Regions from separate parts of the Astyanax mexicanus genome. Here region 2 is linked to region 1. Evidence: chromatin contacts called from public Hi-C data. All regions are on one chromosome and are shown on one strand. Each heading gives the region's core, a stretch centred on a gene start, on an enhancer-like site or on the middle of the called end of the contact. The rest is flanking DNA. Distances are from core to core; before and after follow the strand shown. Region 1 holds the start of dnai3 (dynein axonemal intermediate chain 3). Region 2 holds the start of c13h1orf52 (chromosome 13 C1orf52 homolog).

Region 1 (3,669 bases), core at 1,069-3,568:
CCTTTGGGGATAAACGTGAGTGGATTGCGACACCTAGTGCTGTAAAAAGAAACTAAATTAAAATATTAAAATTAGCATGTTAACATTTACAGCTCTGGAACAAATTAAGAGACCACTTCAACTTCTGAATCAGATTTTGCTACTTATAGATTTGTTTGAGTAAAATGAACATTGTTGTGTTACTCTATAAACTACAGACAACATTTCTCTCAAATTCCAAATAAAAATATTGTCATTTAGAGCATTTATTTGCAGAAAATAATAAATGGCTGAAATAAAAAAGATGCAGAGCTTTCAGACCTCAAATAATGCAAAAAAAAAAAAACATATTAATATTTACAAAGTTTTAAGAGTTCAGAAATCAATATTTGGTGAAATTACCCTGATTTTAATCACAGATTTCATGCATCTCGGCATGTTCTCCTCCACCAGTCTTACACACTGCTTTTGGATAACTTTATGCCACTCCTGGTGCAAAAATTCAAGCATTTCAGCTTGTTTTTTCTTTGTGGAGAGGGAACAAAACACTATATATTAAATATTCTAAAGATCTCATTTGAGAGTTTGCTTTAGATACTATTCTTGCAAAGCCAAATATATTCATTGTAAAACAGTGGTCTGGTAGCTCCCAGGATCTTTTTTCTGGCTATATAATAGCTTTTGCTGGTTACCTGAACAACCATGATGCTGTTAATAGTGCTGAAACAAGAGCTACTGCAGCCTTGGAGTATATCAGAAGAACAGACTCTTAAACAGTCTTTATCTGCTCATTTATGCATCGTTAAACTAAAGAAACACAGAATTAGATCTGAAGAGAGTCCTCAGTAAAATCACTAGCGACTGCACCACAATTTACAAGCTCTTTTTAGCATGAATCAATGCAGTTACACACCTTACAGACTGTCACTTTAACACAACTGTTTCTCAGAATGATTTTAAGCTTTAAAAAGAAAATGTAATACAATGAAATAACTTTTTATTGCCTGTATAAGACTAAACAAAGGAATTAGTGCACTGATATGGAAACTTAATTATTATTATTATTATTATTATTTAATTGTGCTTTTCTACACCGCAAGTGCACAGTATACGCTATAAAAAACAAAATATGATAATACAAGATATACATATTTAATGTTAATAAAGTTTAATACAAACCATACAAACAGTACCAGTCAAAGGTTAGGACACACCTTCTCCTATAATGTTTTTCTTTGTTTCTTTATTTACTTTTTTTTATCTACATTGTAGATTAATATTAAATACATAGAAATAACTAAGGGACATATATATAGAATTATGTAGCAAACAGTAAAAAAGTGTTTGTCCACCACATTAATCCCCTGATCTAAACCTGATAATCTGAGATGGTGATTTGAGGTGATTTATTTGGGGTGAGCTCGAGCTTCACAGCGTGAAGGAAAAGCAGCAACTATTGTACTACAGCACCTCCAGAAACTCCTTCAAATTGTTTAGAAAACTATTCCAGGTGACTCTCCCTCATGAAGACACTAAAATCAAAATACCAAGAGCAGATCTGTCCTCAAAGATAAATGTGCTACTTAGAAGAATCTAAAGCAGCTATAAAACATATTCTGATTTGTTTATCACTAATAAACAATAGAATACAGAATAATTCAGCATGTGTTCTTGTTTAGCTTTAATGTAGTCTTCAATATTAAATTTACAATGGGAAAAAAATGATAAAACAAAAGAAAAAGCATTAATTGAGAAGAGGTGTGTCCAAACTTTCGACTGGTACTGTATAAAAAACATAACATTGCATAAACAAAAAAAAATAACGTTGATTCAACAAATATGCATTATCTGGGTTTGGATTCATAAAAACATTAACTTACATGTTTAGAACATTTACGGTTACAATAAACTAACAAAACTAACATCCTCGAATACAACAATTACACATTTTCACTATGTTAATCTAATTAAGTGACCAAATAAGTTAGTTTAGTTAACTAAATAAAATAATTCAGCTTGTTAGAAAGACAGCGAAATGCTAGCTAACCTAGTTTACTAACTAGTCTGACTTTCAGCTGCATTTATTCATCAGTCAGGCGGTTTAAACCCTACAAAAACTCATAATTAATCTACACTAAAACCTAAAACTTAATAGTGAAAAGTGTTTAAAATCTCTGGAGTCTTTACCTCTCTGTTTATCGGCTCAGTCGCATTAAAACACCTTAATAAATATCTTTAAACAGCATAAACCAGCTTAACTAGCCTTAACTAACTAACGCTGAGATCTGAAAACACACCAGCAGCATTTCCGTGGTGAAACAGGTTGCCAGTGGTTACGAGGGCGGGGCTTCTGGCGCGCTACACTGTTTGATTGACAAAAGCTAAGCCACGCCTCTTTAGTCTATAGTGAGGAGGATACCCACTTTTGGTGGGTTTGTTGGGCCAGCAGATGGTGCTACAGAGAGAGTCCAAAATGAATGGGTTCCTATGGAGTGACTGAGCAAAATTAGAGTTTATTAACGTTTAGTATTTTTTACACTGAAAAATATACTAATTTTCTCAACGCAGAACAATAACACATGTTTTAGCACCGTGTACTTTATGTGTAAAACTTTAAACTTAAAAAAGATTTGAAGGACCATTCCACCAAATTGGTGCAATTTTTGTCGCCCAGGAAATTGCATGTATAAATGTGTACACAAAATAATTTTAAAATACATTTTATTATTAAGCACAGGGTCTTGTACATTGACCTTATTGCAAAAGTAAGATATGTATTAAAAGGATGAATAAAAACTACTTAGAACACTGAAAAATAGCATTTGTTACCTGCCCCCACTCTCTAACTATAAACTTTACCAATATATATATATATATATATATATATATATATATATATATATATATATATATATATATATATATATATATATATATATATATATTCCATAATAAATCCTTAATATTTAAGTAAAAAAAATGCACATTTTAGTTGTGTCCCTGGGTTTCACTAATTTCTGTTACCGTAACTTATTACCCCATCTGAAACATCTGGAACATTCTACAAGTTCTTCAATCTACAACAGGAAGTGACATCAATTGGTTGTTCTGAAGATCATGGGAAGACCAACATTAAGTTTTCTCATTTTTTACCTGTTTTGTTGCCTAAATTAATTATTAGATCTTATTTATTTGTTTTTAAAATACATATTTTGGAAAAATCACTAGAATGTGCCACCACTTAGCTATTTTTTTTTTTTGTTAATTGTTTTTGCTAATTCTAAGCTAAAAACTAATTTCTGTTCCTTTAATTCATGTTACTCAAAACATACAAGTAACAGGAATGAGTGCCAGTAACAGTGTTTTTTTTGTCATAAATATCAATTATTTGAACATGTAGTCATTCTTTTTTTTTTTTTTTTTAATTAACACTTTCTTGAGAGAAAATTAAAGGAATTAGTTGACTTGCTTTTAAACATGCTTTTTAAATGTCACTAGTTTTGTAACCATCTTCAGTTTTAGAAATCTAGTAAAAAAAAATAAAGTAAAGCTCTCTGACATTGACCGGTACATGTTTTGAATAGTTAAATATATGTGTTATTAGATTCAATAAAAGAGCTAAAAAAATCAAATAAATAAATTTAATTTGAAAGAGTTACAAGAAGCAAATGGCACCCATTCAGTGGATTT
Region 2 (3,704 bases), core at 916-3,415, 150 kb before region 1:
TTCAGTGTAAAAGCACTTCCACCATGACCCTGTAAACACTCTGTTTTTGGTAGTGTGACCCTTTGTCTGAAATCAGATAGGATTCAGTCATGTCTGAATAAGGGTTTAGTAGTTTAGTCTTCTATCTTATTGCTCTAAAATGCTAATAGCTAATAATTGCTCTAAATCATTGTTTAGAGTCTCTATCAAAATGTGGGAGACTCCCTGACCTTCCAGGAGGGGTGGGACCCCTGAATTTTCCACAGTTGACATAATTTGATATGGTCTATGTCACTAGACTGAGAATCATAATCTGTATTTGTGTAGAGGTGTTTTAACAGAGAAACCTAGAGTGCTACAGACTGTTATTAGCAATCTAGGTAATAATATTAATACCTGGCCACAACTTACTATGACTGCCTAAGGAAGGTAAACAGGTCTGCATACTGTCTGTGTCTGAGCCAATCAGATTTTAGTATGAGAATTAAGAGTCTTTTGCTTAGAATTTTGCTGAGTCTCACTACAAGAGACTCCAAAATATCACCATAATTCATTTTAAGATAAAAAATGAAAAGAAACAAATTCACTCTCCATTTTCTTACTAAAGAGTATTCTTGGATTGGAACTTTGATGTAATATTCAGTACACAGGTACATGTAAATCTCTGGCTTTATGAATATAGACAAATATATAGTCAAAAGTTTGGATACACCAACTCATTCAGTATTTTTATTTGTGTGTTTTTTTCTCTATATAATAATAAATTAAGTCTAAAGTGATCCAGACTATGAAGGAACACATAAGGAATCATGTAGTAACTTAAAAGTGTTAAACAAACCATATTACTCTGTAAAGCATTTAGGTGCTCTTATCTGGGGAGCTGTTAACTTGCAGTTTCTGAGGCTGATACTTTGATTAACTTATATTGAGGTAACTCTTGGTCTTTTCTTTCCTGGGCCGCTCCTAATGAGAGCCAGTAGTAAAGTATTTTTTCTTTACTTAGTTGACAAGTTCTTGCTATAATATGAATTAGAACATTATTCAAATAGAGCTATTCACTGTGTACCTGTAACCCTACCTCTTCACAACTTTACAACTGATGCTCTCAAACACATTAAGAGGCAAGCAATTTAAGTAATTAACTCTTGACAAGTTCAGCACAGCTGTTAACTGAAAGCCTGAATTCCAGGTGACTCTACCTCATAAAGCTGAATGGGAAAATCCATTCAAGTTGTGCAAAACTGTCATTTTTGAGCATGAGGTGCTATTTTGATTAAAAAAAACATATTCTGGTTTATTTAACACTATTTGCTTACTAAATAATTTAATGTGTTTTTCTTCATAGTTTGGATGGTTTTAGTAGTAATCTTCAAAGCAGAATAATAATACAATATTGAAAAAACACTGCATTTAAGGTGTCCAAACGTTTGACTGGTACTAAATATATAACTTTTTTTTTTTTACTACATAACACATTAATTATTCAGTGTTATAGCTGTAGGAAGAGATTGGTAAGTGTGTGTTGTGTCTATTAGAGAGAGCCTCTGGTGCTCCTCTTGGTTAAGGGTCTGATTTGTAGTGCTCTGTCTCCATCTAGCGGTCAGAGCCGCGCGGTGCGCCTGGAGAAGAATCCCTGCTGGAAGAAAGTTGGTTGGACTTCACGTTACTGTCTCGACCCAGAGTTGCCAGGTTCGCGGTTTTCCCGCCACATTGAGCTTATTCAAAAATCCAGTCGCGGGTAAAAATTCAGGGGTGGTGGGGTACGTTTTTGGGCTACTTTTAAAATTATTGCGGTCGTCAAAAACAACAAAAAAGTGGGTGTCGCCTTGGATGTTACGTAAACACGCGTAGAAGCGAGAACAGAAATGAGTAAATAAAAGTCAGCTCTTTTTTTGCTAGTTATGTTACTGTTAAATGTTATTGACTGGGATATAAACTGTTAATTATAAATAACTAATAAAACACTAATGTTATAATATTATTAATAACTAAGATAAATAACAATACTGATAATAACTCAGAAAACAAAATAATAAGTCGTACACTTATAGTTGTTTTGACATTTGCTTTAAACGTGTGACAGACATATATTTTGGCCTAATTTACGCTTCTGAAGGGCGGGTTTTAGGCTGGCTTTGGGCTGGAGATTTTTTGTTTTGACCTGGCAACCCTGGCTTGACCTCATCAGTGTGCGCCTCTATCAGCATGTCCGCTGTTTACCGCGGGGGGTTCTGATTCAGCCGCTGGTCGGTGTGGGTCAGTGGATTAGTTGTTTATATAGTTAATCAGCGGAGCGCGGAGCTGCAGGATGGGCGACAGTAAGCAGAAGGAGCTGCCGAACTTCTTCGGGCTGGGCTGTGATGATGTGAGCTCCAGCAGCGACAGCGAGGAGGAGGAGGCCGGGGAGAAGCAGCGGCGGCGGCGCGGGGATCCGGCTCCAGCCGCCCCTGCAGCTCCTTCAGGTGGACACAAAGCGGCCGCAGCGCCGCTACCCGGCCCGGACGAGCTGTTCCGAACCGTCAGCAAACCCGCCTTCCTCTACAACCCGCTCAACAAGCACATCGACTGGGAGAGCCGCATCGTTAAAGCGCCCGAGGAGGTAAGAGAGCTCCGGTGTTCTAACAGGAGCAAACAGGAGGAGGTCTGCAGATAATCACTGTTCTGGGTAGTCGACTAATCTATCGAATTTTTTTTTAATCTATCGATTAGTCACGATTATACGACGGCGTTTTAGGGCCATGCAAAAAATAAATAAAAACCGTTCACTTCGAGAATAAAAACTTAATATTACGAGATTAAAGTCCTAATATTACGAGAATAAAGACGTAATATTACAAGAATAAAGACATTATATTACGAGATTAAAGACATAATATTACGAGATTAAAGTCGTAATATTACGAGAATAAAGATGTAATATTACTAGATTACGTCGTAATATTACGTCGTAGTATTTTAAGGGAAATGTAGTTCTAATTGCGTGAGTTGCTGTTTAAGAGAGGAGCACTGAAAGGAGCATTTTCTGTTACAGGACTAATTGATATTTATAACCTGCTTTATTCTCGTAATATTACAACTTGTGTGATCATATTAGTATAAAGTCGTAATATTATGAGAATAAAGTTGTAATATTACGTCTTTATTCTCAAAGAGAACTGTTTTTATTTGTAATTTTTTGTATGGCCCTAAAACGTCGTCGTACGATTATCTCTGCCATGCCCTGCATCTCCATCTGCTTCCTGTGAGTACATTCCTGTGGGTGGTTTTCTAGCTTTCTCTATCACTTCAAAACAATAGAAACAGCTGAACATGGGGATTAAATCCTCTTTAAACGCCCAGAAGATAAATTAACTTAAGGAATAATAGCAGAATTTATATATTAACACCGAAATACACTCAAAAAACATAACAGGTGTTCTGTTGTTGTGTTATCCTGTCAAACCGTGCTACCCTAATATATATTTACACGTTACAAAAAAAAAAAAAAAACAGAAAAAAGCACCATATTTCAAAATGCTCCCTGCTGAAAATTGGGTAGGATATTGGGAAAGCCTGACTTAATACATCAGGGTACAGTTAATGGAATAGGGGAGATTAGAACATGTTTTTTTATTTTTCTTTGTTGTATTTATCATATTATTTTATTATTATTATTATTATTATTATTATTATTATTATTATGGTCACTTCACGCCTGTCTAATGTTCTGATTCTAACAGTCTGCT

What was found. Hi-C and Micro-C count contacts between places; a contact is called where the count stands out from the background.
Region 2: a contact with region 1 is called in a Hi-C map of muscle, with 12 times the contacts expected there. The contact joins the promoter of c13h1orf52 here to the promoter of dnai3 in region 1. A contact is called at or near these places in 2 of 3 Hi-C or Micro-C datasets (both in muscle).

The regions. Positions count from the first base shown.
Region 1 is chr13:6,798,715-6,802,383 of AstMex3_surface, reverse strand. dnai3 (dynein axonemal intermediate chain 3) reads right to left here and starts at 2,318. Exons shown (of 23, transcript XM_022677286.2): 1 at 2,167-2,318.
Region 2 is chr13:6,949,648-6,953,351 of AstMex3_surface, reverse strand. It overlaps c13h1orf52 (chromosome 13 C1orf52 homolog), which reads left to right and starts at 2,165. Exons shown (of 3, transcript XM_007236609.4): 1 at 2,165-2,578. The coding sequence starts at 2,288.